2 separate regions of the Sus scrofa genome follow, and region 1 is linked to region 2. The links are chromatin contacts, called in public Hi-C maps. All regions are on one chromosome and are shown on one strand. The core of a region is the stretch at or near the end of the contact, and the rest is flanking DNA. Distances in the headings are between cores, read along the strand shown. Region 1 overlaps LOC106509046 (a long non-coding RNA gene). Region 2 has its middle 18 kb from the start of GALR1.

The links. Hi-C and Micro-C count contacts between places; a contact is called where the count stands out from the background.
Region 1: a Hi-C map of retroperitoneal adipose tissue shows a contact between it and region 2, with 2.2 times the contacts expected there. The contact joins two enhancer-like sites. A contact is called at or near these places in 7 of 47 Hi-C or Micro-C datasets (embryonic fibroblasts, epiblast stem cells, fetal skeletal muscle and 4 more).

The regions. Positions count from the first base shown.
Region 1 is chr1:147,807,622-147,812,848 of Sscrofa11.1, forward strand. It overlaps LOC106509046 (a long non-coding RNA gene), which reads right to left. Exons shown (of 4, transcript XR_001306261.2): 4 at 1-59. Among named protein-coding and RNA genes, the nearest start is that of ZNF236, 28 kb to the left of the region's middle. Within about 2 kb of position 1,985, at least 13 of the 83 cell types and tissues checked have an H3K27ac peak or open chromatin away from gene starts, as enhancers often do. A contact at or near this core is called in retroperitoneal adipose tissue, where this site is marked.
Region 2 is chr1:147,482,188-147,487,316 of Sscrofa11.1, forward strand. No RefSeq gene overlaps it. Among named protein-coding and RNA genes, the nearest start is that of GALR1, 18 kb to the left of the region's middle. Within about 2 kb of position 3,219, at least 3 of the 83 cell types and tissues checked have an H3K27ac peak or open chromatin away from gene starts, as enhancers often do. A contact at or near this core is called in retroperitoneal adipose tissue, where this site is marked.

The DNA of each region.
Region 1 (5,227 bases), core at 735-3,234, 320 kb after region 2:
GGGCAAGGAGCTCTGGTTACAACCTCTTGATTCAAGCAGCTCATCTTCCCACAGGGACTCTAGAGTAAGGAAGAAACAGACCTTTCGCTTCATTCGGCTTTTAGTAGCATCAACAGATTGATGGCTAAAACACAATTTAGAACAAAATGGAAGGAAATGTAAATGCAAGAACGATCAGGTGCCTTTCAGGAATTCTTAACAACCACAGATCTCAGTTCTGCCTGCTTTCTTACAGCTAATGCTTGAAGGTGAACCCATTCAGCAAGCTCAGGGCTGTAGGAGAGAAAGTTTGTCTGCAGAGCATTTGCATGTCAGGAGCTCAAGGCCCCACTGCTGTCACTTCCACAGGAGAGAGTAACACTCCAGCTTCACTCCCTGGCAAACCTGCTCTGTTTGCCCAGCCAGTTTTCATTTGTTCACTCATTCATTCATCATTATGAATATTTCTTCCAGACCTTCCAGGTGCTGGCATGATTCCAGATGCCAAGATGAAGCAGCGAGCAAACAGGCACAGCCCAGCTATCAGGGAGCTTTCATTCTAATGGACAAGGACAGGGCAGAAGCAGCTGGAAATGCAAGTAAGGAAGGGAAGTACTGCATGGCAGTGAGGACTATGCAAAGAGTTAAAACAGAAGACAGGCAAGCACTGAAATCTGAGTAAAAAGGATTTACCAGTGTTGCAAAAAGCAGGGGGACTGAAAGCCTTACAACTGTCAAGATATGTTCTGATGTCAACACCACTAGAGTGACGGGATATTCAATGCGGTCCCTGTCAGAATCCCAACAGATTCTTAGCTATGAAACCAAAAGCATCAGCAACAAAAGAAAACAACATATAAACTGGACCCAGCCAAAATTAAAACATTTGTGCATCAAAGGACAATACCAAGGAAATGAGAAACCAACCTAGAGAATGGGAGAAGTATGTGCAAGTCACATATCTGATAAGGATCTAATATTTGACTATTTGGTATATTAACGAAGCCCAGGTAGAAAACTTTCTGTAACTTCTATAACCTGAGATCTGACTGCATTTTCTCTCTTTAAAAAAGCCTGTGTTCTTTTCTTTTTTTTTTTTTTTTTCTTCTTTTTTTTTCTTTTTTAGGGCTGTGCCTGTGGCATATGGAAGTTCTCAGGCTAGGGACTGAATTGGAGCTATAGCTGCCAGCCTACACCAAAGCTACAGCAACGCAGGATCTGAGCTGTGTCTGTGATCTACACCACAGCTCATGGCAACACCAGATCCTTAACCCACTGAGAGAGGCCAGGGATCAAACCCACAATCCCCGTGGAAACTAGTTGGGTTCCTTACTGCTGAGCCATGACAGGAACTCCCCAAAGTCTGTATCGTTTTTCATAGAAAATAATTTAAAAGAGCAATAGATCACAACAAAGTCCAAAGATGATAAGCATGTGAGTTACAGAAGCTTAAGCCAACAGGGATCTCAGAGGTGATCCAGCCCAGCCTCCCACCGTGCAGGTGGGGCCACAGATCCGCAATGTGTGTGTCAACAAAGATGCCGCTGCTTAGCTGCACAGACGGAGGGCCTGTGAGCAGGCTGCGTCCCTGGGGGCCTCCACGTTGCGGGGCCATCAGGTGCCCCACTTGGGATCCTCTGCAGTCCTGCATCCTCCTTCGTCTGCCCTAGAGGAAGTCAAGCATGGTGGTCCCCTGCCTTTCCGCCTGGGGCTGTCACTAGGGTCCTCTGGGGGCCAAAAGCCACCCTGCTGGGCTTGGGGCCTTGCTCCACTGCTTTCTAGGGTGACCTCAAGCAAGCTGCGGAGCTCGTTTTCAGTGATCACATCTGATAACAAGCGGGTGGGTTTGGGCTTGAAGCCTGAATGAGCTTGTCCCTGCCTTCACCCTCCCCCATCTCCCGCCCCGAAAACAGCCTGCTGACACCCCTGACAATGAGGGACCCTGATCAGGCATGGCACCAGGAGCCAGGAGGACACAGCAGGCAGCTCCCACCGGGCTGCCCACCTCCTCCACCCTCATCACCTCACCTCAGGAAGTTGGGTTTCCAGCTCCCGGCTGCAGTTTTCCTCCACAGCCAGTTTCAGACACACTGACACCTTAAGTTTGTTTGCCGACACGTCAGGTAGCAGAACTTTGTACAAGCCTGCGTGTGTGTATGTGTGTGTATGCACATGTGTGACGGGTGAAAGGAAGACGTGGGGGGTGATGTGATGCTGCGCTTTGGTTTCTAGAACGTGAGTATTTTTTCTTCTTTCTCTAAAGAGCAGAACTTTGAAACTCAATTATTGAACTCTGAAAGAGCCCCCATGGCATTTTAACTGTATAAAATTAGTCATCATGACATTAAATCCTGATTTGGGAACCTTTCAGAGGAAACCACTGTGTTCCCTCGGAACAGCCGGAATAATAAGGCCACCTTGCAGATGATTGCAGTGACCCACGCTTATGTCATTCGCAAGCCAGGCTTACTTTGCATCCCATCTCAGCGCGATTCCTGCTGGAGCATTTCACGGGGAAGAAGGGGAAAAAAAAAAAAAGGAGACTGCGATATTGTCAGAAACAGAACTACTGTCAGAAGCAATGGTCTCCGCAGGTCACATGTTGCGTGTGGTTCAAGTTTTTTGGCTTTCTCTGAGCGCAAACATGGAGAGAGTGAGTTAGAGAAACCTCTCTGTATATGTCAGCCCCCATCTGTAATGCAAAATATATTTCTCAATGCTGTTTATTATCTTATTTCTTACTTTTTTCAAAAAATGGAAGGAGAATGAAGGTTAACTTAAGAGAGGCTTCAATGTTTCATTTCTCTGTTTAGGGGGGGAAAACCAAAAGCAAATGTTTTCCTTCCTGGCCTCTGCCCTCTTTTCTTTCCCATTTTGTTTTCTTTTCTTTTGAAATGTCTCCTCCCCCAACCCCATTCTCCCCAGGGCCTCTGTCAACATGCAAAACACATGATGCTTTGGCAGCCTCCTCCTCAAGTCCTACCAAAATGACCATAAAGGGGAAAAAGTTATAAACTCATGAGAACAAAGCAAACAGAAACAATAAAGTGATGATACAGCTGGGAGATGGAAAGTAAGTGAATGAAGGTCCTTGTCTTGATAAGTGGAAAAAATTTCAACATCGGCTGCTGAATGGGAAGCTGACAGGAAGCCCTTGGCGTGTGAAATCCTTAGTGTCTACCTCGGCAAGGATGTCAAAGGCTAACCCTGAAAACAGGCTGGTTCACAGGAACCCCCAGTCCTGCTCGTTCAACTTGTGGACCAACAACTCCTCACCCAATTCTTCCCCATCCCACCCCTCACGGAAGACCTGTGGGCTCTTCTCTGCAGAACCCAACTCCGAGCTCAGTCTCTGGCACCACCAAGGGCACGGACAAGGCCCTCTGCCAGGAGCTGGCCTGCTGCCCGCTCTTGTGAATAAAGTTTTACTGGAACACAGCCACACTCTTTTATGTTCATGTCCGCTATGGAGGGGACAGGCACTGTAGCGGTGTAATGGGGGTGCAGTAGTTGCAGCACAGACTCACAGGGCTTAACATACATGTTACCCCAGCCTTCAAAGGACATGTTGCCCGCTCCTGCCCTAGAGGGGGCACCACACGTCAGCCACAGAACTTCCACCAGCTTTAACTCTCCCTCTTCTTCTTTTTCTTCCTTTCTTTCTTTTCTTTCTTTCTTTTCTTTCCCTTTCTTTCTTTCTTTCTTTCTTTCTTTCTTTCTTTCTTTCTTTCTTTCTTTCTTTCTTTCTTTTTCTTTCTTTCTTTCCTTCTTTCCTTCTTCCTTCCTTCCTTCCTTTCTTTCTTCCTTTCTTTTTCTTTTTGTCTCTTGTCTTTTTTTTTTTGCTATTTCTTTGGGCCGCTCCCGCGGCATATGGAGGTTCCCAGGCTAGGGGTCCATTCGGAGCTGTAGCCACTGGCCTACACCAGAGCCACAGCAAAGCGGGATCCGAGCCTCGTCTGCAACCTGCATCACAGCTCATGGCAGCGCTGGATCGTTAACCCACTGAGCCAGGGCAGGGACCGAACCCGCAACCTCATGGTTCCTAGTCGGATTCGTTAACCACTGCGCCACGACGGGAATTCCTCTCTTGTCTTTTTAAGGTAGCACCTGTGGCACATAAAAGTTCCTAGACTAGGGGTCAAATCAGAGCTGTAGCTGCCAGCCTACACCACAGCCACAGCAACGTGGGATCCAAGTCGCTTCTGCAACCTGCACCACAACTCACGGCAACACTGGATCCTTAACCCACTGAGCAAGGCCAGGGATCGAACCTGCATCCTCATGGATACCAGTTGAGTTTGTTAACCACTGAGCCATGAGGGTAGGAACTCCTAACCTACCCTCTTCTGATCATGTCCTCTTGTTAAACATGGACAACCAGAGACAGCCAGATGTTTTGGGAAATATTCCAGCATGAAAGGCAGAAACAAAACAGAGAGAAAAAAGAACCCTGAGGAGAGAAAAGACAGTGTAGGGAGCTGAAGAAAGTTTCAAGGCCTATTTCTTTAATCGGTGTCCTCGGTGGTGATAAAGACAGGGCCCAGGATTTCCCCAGAAGAAAGAGAAGGTGGAAAAAAACACCAGTGACTTTTAAAAAGTTCAGAGCTCAGAATGACATCGAACTTGTCAAAAGCAAAGTTAGATGCTAGAGAATGACTGACCAATGTCCTGACAATTCTCAAGAGAAACAATTTCAACTGATTGCCTTGGGCGTCTGGCTGGGGTGGAGGTGGGTGTGCTGCGGGCCCCAGGCTGAGCTTTGGGTGGGGGAGAGCACCTGCCATCTCCTGGTCCACAGGGAGTCCGGGGAGTCCATCAGCTGCGGGTGAGGAGGGGCCCGCAGAGGGGAACAGCTGGAAGCCCTAGGAAGGTCTCAGTTCTACACCCATGACCCTCCTTCTCCAGTCTCAGCTGGGGATCTCCTTTCTCTGATGGCACAGCTAAAGGCATTTGCTCTCCTGCCACCACTGAACTCACCCCAGAAGGACTGGTGTTGCTTGGTTTTACATTTGTATATTAACAATTAACATCTCTCTCTGAAGTAACATAACAACATCACCAAGTGGGGAGCTTGAGGATCGCTTTTCACAGGAATACAAAAATCTATTTCAAGTGCAAAAAAAAAAAAAAGTAAGAAAGAAAAAGGGAAGATCCTACCAGAACTCCAGAAGTACTTATGGCATAGCCACAGCAACGTGGGATCCAAGCAGCATCTGCAGTCTACACCACAGCTCACGGCAATGATCCT
Region 2 (5,129 bases), core at 1,969-4,468:
AGAGTCTTTATAAATCTCAATACACACTGCTCCTGGCATAAAGAAGCAGAGGTCAAAGACACTCGGAATCTGGAGTTGTCCCCTGTCCCTTCCCTTAAGCGCTGAGCAGCGCTCTACCCAAAATATCCCCTGGGGCCACTGCTTCCACCAATTAACCCAGTCTTTCTACACCTGGGTACAGCAGATCCCAGACTTAAAAAAATCTGGAGAAGAAATGAGGTGAAGGGTGAGACAGAACGTGTTAGAAAACAGACAGGAGTCGCATTCAAAGGGCAGTTAAGATGTTGGCATCTGGGTCTGGAGTAACGTGTGGACAAGAAGCCTAAGATTTTTAATTGTCACACACGGAGAGTATAAAATACAGAGAGACATCAGGGTTTGAAAATGCTGTATCTCAGCAAATCTCAGTGGGAACAGCTAAGATAAATTCAGGGGCGAACTGGCAGCTGTGGGGATGAACCCAGAAGCGGGGTGTCCATACTCAGGGAGGGAGACCAGGCACCTGACACAGCCGCTGCCTGCGCGTGCACGTCTCCACTTGTTGGAGGAGGAAATGTGTAGTGAGATTGAGACACCGGCTGTCCCCTGCGGTATGATTCACACAGTCTTGAAAATCAATCCAGCGTGAATGGTCACCAAAGACGTGTGAATAAAAAGCGGTGACCTGGGAAAGAAGGATCAGTCGACACTGACACAGGGAAAACGGAGATAACTCAGGGAATGGGAAAAAAATAATTACAAAGAGATTCAAGAAGATGTTACATTCACAAAATGAGTTGGATGGAACAATCAGAGAAGAAAAGGGCTTTTAGACATTAAAATACACTGATAACTCTGTAAAATACAGTGGGGCTGCAAAATAGAGCCAGGAGGGATTTCAGAGTGAAAGAGGAAATGAAAAACTAAGGAGGAGAGGGAAAGGGAAAAGAGAAAGTAGGCTCCCTGGGCTCCAGTGTCAGGCTCTAGGCGACCTCAAAAGAGGGAATGGGGGCAAAGAAATTGCCAAGAAATCATGGAAAGGGCCTGTCCAGAATATCTGAAAGAGAAAAATTCTTCATCTTGAAAAGGTCCCCTTTTCAAGTAAGATGAAATTTTATTGTATTTATTTATTTATTTATTTATTTTATTACTCAATGAATTTACTACATTTATAGTTGTACGATGATCATCACAATCCAATTTTATAGGATTTCTATCCCACAACCCCAACACATCCCCCCACCCACTTATCTTTAGACACATCCTGAGAATTTTGTGATAGAAGGAGAAAATGGCAATTTCCACAGAGAAAAAAAGGCTGACCACAGGCAACCAAGAAAGGGCCTGGTGGAGTTCCCATCATGGCGCAGCAGAAACGAATCCAACTAGGAACTATGAGGTTGTGGGTTTGATCCCTGGCCTTGCTCAGTGGGTTAAGGATCCAGTGTTGCCACGAGCTATGGTGTAGGCTACAGATGTGGCTCGGATCCTGTGTGGCTGTGGCTGTGGTGTATGCTGGCAGCTGTAGCTCTGATTGGACCCCTAGCCTGGGAACCTCCATATTCCATATATATGCTGCAGGTGTGGCCCTAAAAACAAAAAAAAAACAAACAAACAAACAACAAAAAAAAAGGGGCCTGCATTGATGGTATAAACCATTAATAAGCACAAGGATACCTTTGTATGGCACAGGGAAATAGAGGTGTTATTTTGTAAGAACTTTAAATGGAATATAATCTATAAAAATGTTGAACCACTATGTTGTAAACCTGAAACAAATACAATATTGTAAATCAACTCTACTTCAATAAAAAAAATAAAGTAGTTCAACATAAGATTAACAAGAAAGCATAGCTTTCTTATGAACTCATTTCTTTGTATATGCCAAGTATCTAGACGCAGGTGTAAAAAGACAACAGACAACAATGGTGACAGCCCTCTTTAGTAATCCCCCCCCCGCCAAATTAATCTGTAATTTCAGTGCACGTTCAATCGAAACGTCTTTGGAGTTGTAGGTGAGTGATGGGGGAGCTTGACAAAAACGGTTCTAAACTTCAGCTGGAAGAGTAAATTGTAAGAAAGGCCATGCCTTTTTCTGAAATAAGCCTCATGAGTGATCTCAGTGAGGGCAATGATTCAAAGTGGGCTGTCCCTCTTTCAGGAGTCATTCCTACAGAAATAACTAAAGGTCAACGACTTCATAGGAAAGGATGCTCACTGCTGTACTTTGTAACAGTAAGAAAATTGGAGATTATCTAAATGCCTAACCAAATTATGCTGGAAAAAGTAATTATGATACATGCCTTCTATGGCCTTCCATCTGCCCACTGGAAAGGCGTACTGAAAAATACTAAGATGACATATCCAAGTCTGTGCTAACAGAGAATGCAGCAAGAAATATACTTAGTAAAAAAAAAATCTATTTACAAGACAGTATGTATAGCCTGGTCACGTTTTTAAAAAAATCTCATATATGAACATAAATATTTCTACATGTTTACAGCCACGTCTGTACGTGAATATGGAAGGACCCAGGCCATCCTCTGGGGAAAGCACAATGGGATCCTCCACATTTTACTAAATAACCGTATACTGTGTGATTTTATTAACTGAGTGGATATTTTGTAATGTTTTAATGATAAAAAAAGAAATGTTCAATTATTCTGTAAGTTTCAAATATTATTCTAGGTACCAATATAATCAATTGCTATTCATTGCCTGCTCTGACAAACAACTCACCAATCCCAGCTGATAAAACGCCCTGAATCTGTAGTTGCCACGACAAAGCCAGCAGAGGATAATTCTGATTTTTCTGAAATATGCCTCTATGACACACAAAAACAGACAGACCATCCGCCGGCTCTTTTTCGATAGTGGTTCTATAGCGCCCCCTTGAGTTCGTTCCAAAGAAATTTCTAGAGAAGTGCAAACAACGTACTGAACCGGGTGGTTACTGATGGCGGGGATGTTTCTAAAAACCAAAAGCCAGCGTCAATCCCCGAAAAACCTTTATCTGTCAAAAGTATTTATCTGAATAGTTAAAATAATATAAAAAATACTTAACTGAGAAGTTTACTTTGGAAAGAAGTAGTACTTATTTGACTATGTTGCTCTCAGCACAATCTTGGCACCAAGTAGCTGATGACTCCCTGCGGCTTAATAAGACTCCAAGCCGTGCTCCTCACCGAGATCATCGCTCTCCCTTGGCCTCCAGTGAACACGCACACCCCTGGCTCTGCCGCGTCCAGATCCCCTCCTCTCCAGTACAGCCAGAGAACCAGGTTCTGCATCTACAGCCGTCTGCACCACTGCCATTTATGGTGACGCCCCTGCCGTCCACGCCCAGCATCCCGTACACAGCTGGGACGTGGGGTGTCCCCTGAGTCCCCCCTCAGAGGGCCGAGGCCTCCATCAGTGCCTTTGTCGGTGAGGTTGGTGCCATCAGAGTGGGAAGGCTAAGTGGAAGCCTCTGAACATTTCTCCCAGTTTGGAAGAACAAATCAAAGATGACACAGGAAGTCATTGCTTTATATGGTCTGCTATGCGCAAGTGTCAGGCACCACACTTTACACATCAGCGCCCCCCGTGTATTAACCAGGGCCCTTTAGAGAAACAGAGTCAGGAGGATGTGGGCACATGTGTATGCTTATATTTGTGCGTGCATGTGTGTGTGTGTGTGTGTGTGTGTGTGTGTGTGTGTGTGTAGATGTAGAGGTAGAAGAATGGAGAGAGAGGAAAAGAGACATGTGTTTTATTTTAGGCACTGGCTCATATAATCTAGGAGCTGACAATTCTAAACTCTGCAGGGCAGGCTGGCAAGCTGGAGAATCAGGGAAAAGCAGACATTGCAGGCAAGTCTGAAGATAGCCGGAGGCAGAATCCCTTCTCCTGGAGCCTCGGCTTTTCCTCTTGAACTTTCAGCTCATTGGACGAGGCCCACCCTCACTGTGGAATGCAATCTGCTTTACTCAAAACTCCAATGATGTAACTGTTAATCTCAACTTAAAAAATACCATCACAATAACATATAGATTGGCCTCTGACCAATACCTGGGTACCATGACCTAGCCAACCTGACACATAAAATTAACCATCGAAACTAAAACCCAATTCAAATTTCAGTTACTGCGAACAATGAAATGTGAGTAACTGTATGAAGGGCAAATATCACTAATGCTCTTCAGTCCACAAATCACTGCATAAATAAGATGTGCCTTGTGGTCAGCGACCAATCACATTGCTTCTTTCAGTCCCTGTTGGTGATTGGTCACTGTGCATCTGTTGTGGAGGTCACGCACAAACAGCAAAGTGGGCAGAAAAAGCATTTGTCAAAATTAAACCCTCTTTAATGACTGAAAATACACTCAACAAACTAGGAATAAAAGAATTTCCTGGAGTTCCCGTCGTGGCGCAGTGGTTAATGAATCTGACTAGGATCCATGAGGTTGCGGGTTCGGTCCCTGCCCTTGCTCAGTGGGTTAAAGATCGAGCGTTGCCGTGAGCTGTGGTGTAGGTTGCAGACGCGGCTCGGATCCCGCGTTGCTGTGGCTCTGGCGTAGGCTGGTGGCTACAGCTCCGATTCAACCCCTAGCCTGGGAATCTCCATATGCCACGGGAGCGGCCCAAGAAATGGCAAAAAGACAAAATAAAATAAAATAAAATATTCTTTTAAAAAAAAAATTTCCTCAAACTGATAATGAACACTCAGGAAAAACCCACTGCTAACATCATGGGTAATACCGACAGACTGACAGCCTTCTCTGTAAGAATTGAAAAAGGTAAGAATGCAACTCTCACCACTGCTATTCAACATTGTACTAGAGGGCAACTTGGCAAGAAAAAGAAATTAAAATCCTTCATATTGGAAATGATGTGGGCAGGTGTTTCTCCGAAGAAGATGTACAAACGGCCAATAAACACATGAAAAGAGGCTCTATATCACTTGTCAACCGAGACAGCAAATCAAAACCACAGGGTACAAAGTAACACCCACTAGGATGGTTAAAATCAAAAAGACACATGGGGGAGTTCCCGCCGTGGCGCAGTGGAACGAATCAGACTAGGAACCATGATGTTGTGGGTCCAATTCCTGGCCTCGCTCCGTGGGTTAAGGATCCGGTGTTTTGGCGAGCTGTGGTGTAGGTCACAGA